Linked DNA regions of Mus musculus: region 1 is linked to region 2. The links are chromatin contacts, called in public HiChIP or PLAC-seq maps. All regions are on one chromosome and are shown on one strand. The core of a region is the stretch at or near the end of the contact, and the rest is flanking DNA. Distances in the headings are between cores, read along the strand shown.

Region 1 (5,890 bases), core at 1,313-3,812, 95 kb after region 2:
TGGGCAAAACTTGTCTAGACTTCATGGCTCTCTGTTCCATGTTCCTCTCAGCACAGTGCATCTGCCCATTCATTTTGTTCCTTCTGCTTTCTAGACTTGCATTTTCCTCTTTAATGCATCATACCTTCAGACTCAGCAGACCCTGCCTTCTGTATGTCCTTACGTAAATGACAGATACCACTACTCACCCAGGGCCAAACCATGTTTTGAGCTATTTTAATCACCTGCCATTCTCTGTCCAGTAAGTTATCTCTTGATTCTCTCTTCAAAGTGACTTTCTGTTCAAGACAAATCCTTGGGAGGTTCTTACTGGGACAGGGGTGGCAGATGTCCCAGGAGGCCTCCACGGGGGCTCTGAGCACTTGTCTCCACCCGTGCAGCAATTGTACCTAACCCTAGAGGAACATCTTGTAAGTGTCTTGCAAGAATCTCTGTATTTTGTGCAGGGTTTACATCTCTGCCCAGCACTGTATTTGGTACAGACCAGGGCTGGAAGAAACATTATGTCCACGTCCAAGGGTCTGCTTAGTCTTGAAGACAAATGAAGTCCCATTTTCTCTAGTCACCCAAAGTCTCTAATCAATTTTTGAACATGTTTGCCCAGGACCTTCAATCTCATCAGCTAAGCCTCCACAAGGGGTTCTGGGATACTCTGGAAGGCACTGCATACTGTCCCCAGGGCACTGCATAGTGTCCCCACGATTGGCATTACCATTCTCCTCCTCATGCAGGCTCCTTGTGGCTGGCTTTTGTAGCCAGCAATGCCCACTAGCAGGCTTCACATTGCCCCTACTGGGAGTGCCCTCTTGCCTTACAAGGGCTAGTTCCTGATCTTGGGACAAAGCCTGCTACAGTTGTCTTAATCCTAATCCCATGCCTATCTCTTGACCCCTGCATTCCAAGACATCCTGGGTGAGATTCCAAGCTCCTGTCTAAAGTTTTCCAGTACGCCAGCACCTCTCCAAACCGATTCATTCTCTGTTGTGGGGCTCCCTGGTGGCTCACAGGCAGTGATGGTCACTGATGTCTTTTTTCCTCTCCAGGCTCTGGTCTCAATGGAAATAGCTCCCCCACCCCTTCCTTCCAGATAATACGAGTGGCTGACAAGTGCTGGACTTGACTATTCTGGCAACCTAGGGGCTACTTATTATTTTGTGGATGAGGATAGACACACAGAGGTCAATTTACTTAGCCAAAAACACAAAGGATGCTGGGAACCCAGGCAACCTGGTGCCTGACTCCAACCCAGGCACCTCCAGAAGTTAACTGAGAGACGGAAAGCAAGGGGGTGGGCTGGAAAGAACTCTATGGGGTGCTGAGTGTCCTGGGAGGGGTTCTAGGCCCTGGTCCAGTTTGTACTTTTTATTAATAAAAGTCATTCTGCTTTTCTATGGGTACCAGGGAGGGGGCCCTGTTGGGGAGCTCAGTCAGCTTCACCACCTAAGGCAACATAAGGAAAATAAAGGCGATATAGAAAACAGTCTCATAAAATTATATTCATAGACTTTGTCTACATTTAACCTTAAAGTGTCAGTTGAGATGGTGGCTTATTCCTGGTTCTTGCTCTTTCTCCTGTCTTTGGTGTTAAACGTTCTATTGTGCGATGAGAAGCTGATGCATCTTTAAAGAAAAGGGGGAAAAAAAAGCCCAACTGTTTAAAAAAACGAGGACTTGCTCACTTACTGGTTCTCACCATCTATTTTTAAATCACATCATTTTGTGTGTGCATGCATGGGCACATATGTGGAGGTCAGAGGACAACTGTCAGGAGTCAGCTCTCCCCTACAACGTGGTTCTGGGGACAGAACTCATGCCATGAGGCTTGGCTGCAGGTGCCTTTGCCTGCAGAGCCATCTCTCTGGCCTTTATTTATTTATTTATTATTTTTAACTTCTGCTGGTTCCTATTTGTTTGTCTATTTTTAACTCTGCAGATGCCCGAATCTCAGAGTCTGGGAGCTATAGGACCTCATGCCCACGCCTGGTGCTGATGTCTCCGAGGCTGACAACCAAGAGAAGCTGGAGCTGTAACTAGGGAGAAAAGGCACTAATGGAGCCGGTTTGACCCGTGTTTTGTGTCAGGGACCCCTGGGTGAATGTGCAGTGGTGGTGAGGCCAGGGTTGGAAACAGGATAATAGTCAATCAGGAGGGTCTAGAGAGGAGCAAGGGAGGAAAGGGAGGAGGGGGTGTAGGGAGGCTCGTCAGAGAGAGGAGAGAAATAGAGAAGACAGCACTGCATAGAACAGGGGCAGAGACAAACATGGAGATCTGAGGCGCATGCCACACACTTGCAAGCACAGATATTTCCAGGTAGAGACAGACAGCGAGAGGGGAGACGGTGCAGAGTGTGATAGTGAGACGGAGACATCCCGCGTTGCCCTGGGAGACGCTTACCCAGACATAGGCTATACATACACGGGGGTGATGGAAACTCAAAGGCTAAGCGGAGGAGTCAGCTTCTTAGAAAGAAAAGTGGGAGAGAGGGTGGGTGGAGACGTTGGGGCCCTGTACAGCAGCCTGGGGCCTGGAGGGGTGTGGGTGGAGGAAGCGGCTTCAGCTGGGGCTGGCAGGCTGCAGGACTAGATAAGGACGCTTGCCAGAGGAAGGCAGGGAAGGAAAGCCTGGGAGGCTGCCCCAGCCTGAGAACAATGGGTACTTGACTCCAGCAGGTCATTAAAGAGACAATGAATACAAAGAGCGGCAGGAGCTTCCCCAGGGAGAGCAAAGAAGTGGGATAATTGAGGGCCTGTCCCACACCCTCTCCTGTCCAGAGTACACCTGAACTCCTCTGGGGCTTCGGTTCATGCCCCTCCCGCTACCTGGAAGGTCAGTAGCGGCTACACTTTAAGGGAGCAGTCTTGAGGAGCCAGGGTGGTAGGATTTAGTTAGAATGGAGCTTCTTAGCACAAAGGGCAGGAGAGGAAGCAAGCCTGGCCACATATACATTACTTACATAATCCAGACTCTTCCTAAAATGTCTGCTGACTCCTTTTCTTCTTTTTTCTTTTTGCATTAGAGAGTGAAAGGGAGAGTGGGCTGTGAGAGATACTTACTACATTATAGTGGTGATTGCCACTGGGGAGTGCTACCCCAACATCACATATAATGTGTAGATATTTATGTGTGCGCATACATGCTGTGAAAACAGGGATGGTTGTTACTGTGTATTCTGGGCGCTGCTTTCTTGTTTTAGCTTGTTGAAATTTTTTAAAAATGGGTTTTTGAGCTGCATGTATGTACATATGTGAGCAGTGCCCTTGGAAGCAGAAGAGGGTATCAGATCTAATAGGACCAAATATACAGACAGCTGAAAGTCCCCATATGGGTGTTGGGATTTGAACCCAGGTCCCCTGGAAGAACAGCCAGTGCTCTTAATGACTGAGCCATCTCTCCAGCCCCAGTTTTGTTTTTTGTTATCTTATCTTGAGTCAGTCTGTATAACTGTGTAGTCCTGGTTGCCCTGGGACTTGCTCTGTAGACCAAGCTGGCCTTGAAGTCATAGAGATCTGCTTGCCTCTACCTTCTGAGTATGTGGGCAATCATGCCTGGCCCGAGTATTTCTATTTTTTAATTTTGAGATAGGTTCCTCTCTGTAGTCCAGGCTGGCCTCAAACTCCAAATCCACCTGTCTCAGCCTCCCACATACTGAGATTGTTTCTAGGTGTGACCTCCACACACAACACTCTCCAGTTTTATTTTTTCCCCGCCCATCGCTCTTCATGTCTGTTTATTTATTCACATACTTAGTGTGTGAGTGTGTGCACAAGTCATGGAAGTCAGAAGACAGCTTCTGGAGAATGGAGCTCAGGTTGTCACGTTCGGCAGTGACCATGTGCTGATTGGTTTCACCCTTCCCATCAGCCTTGGCTTTTAAGTCTTTTTCTGAAAAGGAAAGGGAGTGATGAAGGGAAGGGAAGGGAAGGGCTGAGAGAGGGAGAAGGTGAGGGAAGGAGAGAGATTAAGACCTCTTAGCTCTTCTTTAGGCCTACCCTAAATGGTTCCACATAGAGGGACTCTCCCTTCCCAGGATTCCCCCATGTTCTCCTCCTGCTCAGGGCTTTAAGGACTTCCTCCCATGTCTCCTGTAACGATGTTCTCATCTTCCCAAACAGCCATCACTTAGGAGCAGGGGCCTCACACACAGGGTCAGACCAGGGGGTTGTTCTGGTGTCTGAGACTGGATCTAGTCCTCCAGTAAAGTTAAGCAAGAGGGCTCTGATCACATCTGACAACACGCAGTCAGACAGGGGGTCCCGGGAGTGTAGACTCTTGAAATCCCACACGTGTCTTCTAGAATGGGAGTGGGTCTGGGCAGCTGCTATAACAATGTAAGGAGGAAATAGAATGACACTGTATCCATGGTACTGTACCCTTGTATTTTAGCTAGTCTGTGTAGCAACATTGTTAATAAGACCTACTGCTTTGGGGCCCAGTGAAATGGCTCAAAGTAAAAGTATCTACCATCAAGCTTGGAGACTGAATTCCATCCCCAGGACATATATCGTAGAAGGAAAGAACTGACTCTTGAAAGTTGTCCCCTGACCTCTACACATGTGCTATGGTGTGCATACACTCACACGTGTACACACATACGCTTAACATGTTTAAGACCTACAGTCTTGAACCCCAAATTCTACCAGTCCCAGAGAAACTGAGTTTCTGATAAAATGGGGTAACTGTGGAGGATGGAAAAGGAGAAACCAGCCCTACCTCTCCCTGGTTCCACTATTCCCCGGCATCCACTATTTACAGAGTGGGTGAGGCAGAGAGGCGGCTGCCTCATACAAAGTCATAGTTGGCAGTAAGTCCTGGGATCTGGGACTGGAATGTTGTGTGAGGGTGGGTCTAGGAACTGGCAAGTTGAGACTCTCACCACTTCCAGGACACTCCACCTGGTGTAGAGAAGGTGTTAGTGAGGTGAAGGTGTGTTTTGTGAGTGTGAGTGTGTGTGTGTGTATGCAAGCACACACACACACACACATGTATGCACATGTGGATGAACTGCCCATCAAGAGTGAAGTGTCTGAGTTGGGACTTGAGCCTACATTTCATGACTGCTTCCTGTCTCCACTCCCTGGAGGAGTCTCATCCACAACTTGGCGGATACCTCACTGGGATTTGTAAGACCCTGGGTCCAGAGGTGTCATTAGCTCTTCATAGGGATCAAAGTCACAGGCTTTAGGGAACAGGGAAAGGACCCCAGGGCTCATCCACTCCCTGTTTTTAGTGAATTTAAGGCTTAGAGTCTGCAAGTCACTCACAAAGATCCTTTGATGTCACCAGTTCCCTGCTTGTTTTGTTTTGTTTATAAGGTAGTTTCATCACAGTGTCTCTTGGATTCTCAGAACCAATTGATTCTGACTTAGAACCACCTTAATATTAGGCAACTCATCTTGGCCATAAATTAGAATGGCCATAAATTAGCTTCCCCATAGAGATGCAATGCTGAACTGTGAGCAGCTGCAGGGGCTCCTGCCTCTGACCTGCTCTCTTTTCCTCTGCTCCATCCTTTACCATCGGTTCAAACCTCTTAGGACAGCCTTTGCAGTGTGGTGGCCCTCCTCACAGCTTTCAGTGACTCCCCATGGCTGGAGGATGGCCAGCCTCTTGGGGCCATCTTTGTTCCTCCAGAGCCTAGGAGCCCCTTGACTGGTTCTTTCCCTATTTGACCAACTCTTCAAAATGCAAACCATGCAGAGACTCTCTACTGCTCCCAGAAATATGAATTCCTACCCTAAGGTCTTACCAGGAATTTGACCAGGACAGGTGCTCATGAGGGCACTCCAGCTGGGTCCTCGTGCTCAGCCTAGCTCCTCATCCCTTCAGGGACTTTGCAAAGTCTGCTCCTTCTACCCAGAATGCTCCAGACTGAAGTGACCACTGCCGCATG
Region 2 (6,019 bases), core at 2,950-5,449:
CACCCCATCCGACCCTTGACCTCTGTTTCAGGAAACAGAGGTCTGGAGCAGCATAGCTGGCCTTCCCTAAGCCATAGTTCTTGAGCGGGAACTCTGCCTCCCACACACCGTTATTCAGTCTCTCTGGGAAGAGTCAGTGTTGCTGCTCAGGCAGACAAACAATAGTCCTTCTCGCCTGATGTGCTCTCTGCAGGCTTTCTCTTTCCCTTTCTTTGGTTTTATTATTTTTGTTACTGGTGAGTCAGCCAGAGATGACTTATGCCTACAGTATGGAGACCTGGCCGGGAGAGAAAGGATCAGAAAAATTCACAAAATTCAAAATTCTACCTTCATCTTGGACAAAGTGAGCTTTTAGTCACTTGACTTTCTTTCTTAACTTAGTGCCTGTTTTTGTTTGTTTGTTTGTTTGTTTATTTATTTATTGAGATCTGTCATTGGAAAAGGTTTATCGGTCAGAACCTTTCCCCAGAGATGACCGAGCTAGACAGGTGGGTTCAGCTTTCCAAGCTGCCTGTGGAAATGCCCTCACAGGTGCCCACCCTGTCAGTGATCATAATAGCGATAACCGAAGCATTCATATTCACTGCCGGTTATGAGCCTTTGTGGGGACTGCCCACTCTTGGTGGCCTCCTTGACAGTTCAGAGAGACCATCTTGGAAAAAAAACATATCCAGGGCAGAGATGCTGGGATTTGCCCAAGCTCATAATTAGCCCCACAGAGTTCTAGCTCCTGCCTCTTCCCAGGTTGGCTACACATGGCATCCACCACACCAGTGCAGTGGACTGAGGAGTTAGTGGAGGCTATAAATGATAGAATCTAGAGCCTAGATTTGACTAGTCCTTCAAGGTCTCATAAAGCATATATCATTCAAGGAGTCTCAACCATCCTGGAGATAAATGGAAAGGAATTTGGACACAGGATAAGGCTGCCTGGGCTTTTGTCATTAGAAAAGCCAAGGGACGAATCTGCCTAGCTTTATCCTTTGGAGGAAGGACACTATCTTGAGGTCCTTGACAGCTGCCACATCCAAAAGGATCCCCCTCAACAGTGTCTCCCAATCTCTAATCGAAGTTAGGCCTAGAGTAGAAGGTGTCTAGAAAATGCCTGTAATATCCATTTCCTGCCTAAACGAAGCCAATGAAACATCAGAGGAGACAGTAGGAGGAGACTTCATACTCCTGGTTACACATCACACAAGCAATAACCTCTGTTTGTCTGTGTACATATACAACAGTTGTCAGCGAAAAGATACATCTTCGCACCACACCCTTCACCACCTCAGAGGTGGAGAATGACGTTAGCATCTTTTTATCCCAACTTGCCCGCCCAAGTATGTGTTCCCTGTTCCGAGCAACTTGCAAACCACACACACACACACACACACACACACACACACACACACACACACACTTTCAGCATTCACATGTAAGACCTATACTCTCAACACTCACAACAGAAATAGAAAGACATGGTTTTTTTTTTTTTTCTATAAAAGAACATAGCCACTGTCCATGTGCCTTGTTCCTGCTCCGTAACACATCCTTGCCACTGCAGATTCCAAACCATATAGACACACATGCTCTTTGATCACAGAGTCCTAGGATCGGCAGGCAGAGTACCCTATCCCCATGACATGAAGAGCTTGCCTCCTAACCATGCTTCTCCTGGTTTCCTAGGTTCTAACTCACTTCTTCCTAGGTTCACAGAGTTCTTTCTAGGGCCCTGGAGCTTCAAAGAGCATGAGTGAGGATCACCACACACACATTCCCTGACTCAAAAGTTTTCTGGGGCTGAGGTCTTCTCCGGAAGACTGAGTCACAACTTCTCTCCAAGAAGTGTGTGTGTGTGTGTGTGTGTGTGTGTGTGTGTGTGTGTGTGTGTGTGTGTAGAAATGTATACCACAGGGTAACTTTCTCCACTTCCGGAGAAAGCATTTAGAAGAAGGCATTGCTTCTTTCTCTGAAGAACCAATTCTACACCATTCTCCTGCAGACTCTCGGCTTCCTGCCTAGGTCTGGCAGATCATTCACAGAGGCCCCTAGGCACTGCCTTGACCTAGACCCCATGACCGGGTCAGCAGGCGTCTGCTGCGTGGCTAGAAGCTAGGCTCCTGCAAGATATTGAGCGGCTAGGGACAGGCAGAACCATGAAACCAGGGAAGATAGCTTGTGAGCTACGGTGAACAGGATTTACAATTTATGCACCGCGGCGCAGAGTATATACAGCCCAGTGAGTGAAATGCAACACGACTCTCCGAGAGCCAGTCCTGGAGGCCCAAAGTTAGAACCTAGACCTAGGCAGAGCTGAAGCCTGGGCAGAAACGGTGTCCCAGCAGTGGAAGGAACGGGAGCCTGGGGTCAAGGCGTGACTCCAGATTTAAACAGCGACCACCGCAAGAGTCGAGGCGAAGGCATTGATCGATGTTGGTGCTTAGGACTAAGCACTAGGATCTGAGCTAGGGCTGGAGTCAGATGTGGCGTTGGCACTTGGGGCTGGAGCAGATCTGAGCCCAAAATTGAAAGCAGAGCGAAGCTAGAAGGAGAGTCCCGAGCCTAGTTCAGGATCCCTCCCAGGACAGGCTACGTACGGCACAACTGGAGCTCAAGTTGGAACCAGAGCTGAGCTTACTAGAGATGGAACGGGATGGTTACCGGGATCCGAATGATCCGGGCCAGAGCCTCGGACATCAGAGCTCAACAGAACACACTGGTGCTCGGGGCCAGAAAAGACCAGAGATGGAACCAGACCCGTGGCCAGCGCCTGTCAGATCGGAGGAACCCGAGGCAGATCCCCCGCCAGAACTCAGGCTGAGACTGGCGCTCCCTTCTGTGTAAGACGTGCTGAGTAGGAGGGCCGGGCCAGTGCGCTGAGCCGCGTTGTGCACTCTGAACAGCAGGGCTCAGGAATTGGAGAGCACAGGCCACACAAGTGGCCTAGGCACGCGTGTGCAAGGCGTTCATGCTCCAGCGCTTGCTGGCGGGATGGCCGCTGCCTACCTGAAGTAGTCCATCTTGCAGTAGATCTCCTTGTTCTTGATGTAGCAGCTATTCTGCTGCCTCAGCGATGTGCGACACACGGAGCACTCGAGGCACCGCACGTGCCAGATGAGGTTGTTGACCTGGGGAGGGGGCAGAGGTGGGGGTCGGCTTGGCGCGGGCCTCTTTCACGCCCGCCCCCAGCCTCCCCAGCCTCATTTGCAGAGACAGAGAGACACTGAAGCTCAGAAGGGGCGTATGGCTTCCCTACTTTTCTTCTATAATACAGAGAGGCTCAAGGAAATTGAGATACAGCCTTGCATTCTCTTGTTGGAACCGGGGCAAAAGGAGACCTCCTGTTTGGGAACACTTGCCCAAAGCTGCGCGATCGGTTAGCGGTTGGATTGGGAGGCCGAGGAAAATGGACCTGGCAAGGTCATTGCTTCCCTACAGCTCTTGGGGCTGCAAACCACACCCGTGGGCAAGCAGGCACACCTACCCTGACTCACCTTGAGCAGATACCGGTCCAGGATCTCCAGACCGCAACTGGAGCAGATATTCTTGCCGGCAGACGGCACGGAAGAGGCAGCAGAGGGCGGCGAGCAGACAGACGGTGTGCTGGGCGTACATGGGGAGGCTCTACCTTCGTCCTTGTCCAGAGCGCCTGCCAAGGCCTCTGCGTCTGACTGAGCCTGAAATGGGAGAGAGGAACAGCGAAGCGCTTAGCCGAGTACTCAGAGTTGAATCTGGTTTCCTCGCGCACCGACTGACACCGAAATGTGCCAGGGATGTCGCGCCCTAGGCTGGAGTACAAGAATGAAAGGACCTATTGGAGAAGAAGGGACGGCCCCCAACTTTTAACACAGCGCATCCTGGGTGCAGGAAGCAGCCAAAGCTCACATTCCAGGCCAGAAAAACCAAGGCTCAACGAGAGGCGGCTCCTATCGGCAGTTTTCCAGCGCAGGGGTAGAGGTTGGTAGCCGGAAGGCTGAGCCAGAAGCCCTGGCCTGTGCTGTTGGGGGGACTCGGGGCCGAAAGCAGGACCGAAAGGACTCACCATGGCAGGCGGAGCGGTCCCTTCGAGACAGCGGGTGGTCGCTTTGCAGCCGGACCCTGGCTGGGCCATCACCTGGGGGAGGGGGAGGGAATGCAGGCGACGGCGGCTGCTGAACTGGCTCGGAGCTGTCAGAGCCCAGCGCCTCCCCTCGCCTGTTATATAAACCGGCGCTGAACAATGAGTCCTAACTTTGTAGTGGGCATTTAAAGCCCTTCCCCACAAAAGCGGTGTCTCTCTAATGAAGCAATTTGAATTTGGATTGGGTTTTTTTCCCTCTCTCTCCCCCTCTCCCTGCACTTAACCCGTGGCTCTTGAAGTAATCGCTTAGTTCCTTTGCAATCCAAGCCTCTGAGGGGGAAAAAAAACACGCGCACACACACAAACTACCTGCAATTAGAAATTGTCGTGAATGCCCAAGATAAGAGGTAGCCAGAGTGTCAATTCCAACTGTCAATCAGTGAGATCCATCAGGCCGCCCAAAGAATTGCAAATTTGATTTTTTAATGGTAGTAATTAAAAATCGAATTTTTTTCTCCCTCCGCCCCCTCCCTTCTCCTACTCTCGGTACAAAATGCAAAAAGGAGAAAAGAGAGAAAGAAAGAAAATAAAAAGGAGATGGGGGTGGTGGTGGTGGTAGTGGTGGTGGTGGTTGAGAAAATAAAACCCAGAGCGCTAGGAGCATCCGCCCGCTCGACGCGCGCCGGGAAATTGAAGCGGGGATATTGACACCGATTCAAACGCCTTTGGAGGGCCAGTTCAAGGGAAGCCCCAAGCCAAAGAGGGCGAGATCGGCGAGTGAAATGAGGCCAAAAAGAGAAAAGAGAGGCCTCTTGGAGGAGGAAAGAGAACCCTCCAGACTCTTGGAGCTCCCGGGACCGGCCCCTCATCGAGATCCTCAGCGTTGCGCCGGCACAACCTCTGGCGCATCGGCGCTATCAGCGTCTATTCAGACGGACAATACTGGCCTCGCCTCCTCTTGATTCGCCTATGTCTTTGCTAAATCGCTTTTTGAGAAATTCCTCCAACATTTGCATAATGTGTTCCCGCTTTCCGCGACCCCCCACCCCCGCCTGCCCGCTCGCACGCTCACACACTTGCAGACACACTCTCCCGGGCTCACTCAGCACCCCTCCTTCCTGCTGCCGCCCGCCACCCGACCCGGCCCGGTTGAATCCCGGCTCCCGCTGGCCCCAGGATCCCCGACGCTCACCCACTCGCCTGCTTGCTCACCTGGTCGGTGGTGGGGCCGCCCTCCGCCGGCAACCGGCAGCCCTCGGGCAGCGCCGGGGCGGCGCTCTCATGCTTCCAGTACATGGGCCCGGGAGCGGGAGGGCTCGGTGGGCGCGCAGTGCGAAGAGAGGCGCAGAGTGGGGCCTCGGGCGTCCTGGGGGCAGAGGCTGCTGGGAGAGCTGGAGAACCGAGGCTCCGGCCCCGCCGCCCCGGGCCCAGCCCCAGCTCCCCGCCCCCGGCCTGAGCGCAGTCCTGGCCTCCCTGGCTGCCAGCACCACTGCCTCTGAAGAAGGTCCCGACAAACTTGGAGAGGTCCCTGCAGCTGCTTCTGCGGCTGCCGCCTCCTCCTCCTCTTCCTCCTCCTCCTCTTCCTCCTCCTGTTCTCCCTCCTCGTTGTCCTCCTCCCCTTCCAGCTGCGGCGACGACCGCCCTGCCGCTGGAGCCCCGCTCCGTTCAAGATGAGTCATGCGTGACCAATCCCCTCCCCGCTAAGAAGAGCGAGACACTCCAAAGGAGGCAGAGACTCAGAGACATACACACACAGAGAGACACACTGAAACTAGGCGCTACAGGGAGACTCTTGGAACATGCTAACATACAAAGACACTGGCGGGGCACATATCCTCACAGCTCCTTCTGCCGCCCCTCCCTCAAGGGCACCCACTGCCGCCCTCACACAACGTTAATAGGTGCGAGAGGAATCCGTGGTCAGCCCATCTACAAGGCTGGATTCCACATGAAGCCACGTTCTGTTGA

What was found. HiChIP or PLAC-seq counts read pairs in DNA pulled down with a chosen protein or histone mark.
Region 1: a contact with region 2 is called in an H3K4me3 HiChIP or PLAC-seq map of forebrain, with 2.9 times the contacts expected there. The contact joins the enhancer-like site here to the promoter of Lhx6 in region 2. A contact is called at or near these places in 3 of 39 promoter capture datasets (frontonasal cranial neural crest, neutrophils and second pharyngeal arch cranial neural crest), 30 of 484 Hi-C or Micro-C datasets (CD4 T cells, DN3 thymocytes, the G1E-ER4 cell line and 12 more), 14 of 115 datasets of contacts at active chromatin or transcription factors (craniofacial prominence, embryonic basal ganglia, embryonic forebrain and 4 more) and 5 of 9 other capture datasets (adipose tissue, embryonic stem cells, liver and 2 more).

Annotation. Positions count from the first base shown.
Region 1 is chr2:36,196,174-36,202,063 of GRCm38.p6, forward strand. No RefSeq gene overlaps it. Among named protein-coding and RNA genes, the nearest start is that of Gm46735, 7.2 kb to the left of the region's middle. Within about 2 kb of position 2,563, at least 67 of the 459 cell types and tissues checked have an H3K27ac peak or open chromatin away from gene starts, as enhancers often do. A contact at or near this core is called in the G1E-ER4 cell line, cortical neurons and forebrain, where this site is marked.
Region 2 is chr2:36,099,861-36,105,879 of GRCm38.p6, forward strand. Lhx6 (LIM homeobox protein 6) reads right to left here and starts at 4,200. Exons shown (of 9, transcript NM_001083126.1): 1 at 4,034-4,200; 2 at 3,486-3,668; 3 at 2,998-3,119. The coding sequence starts at 4,102.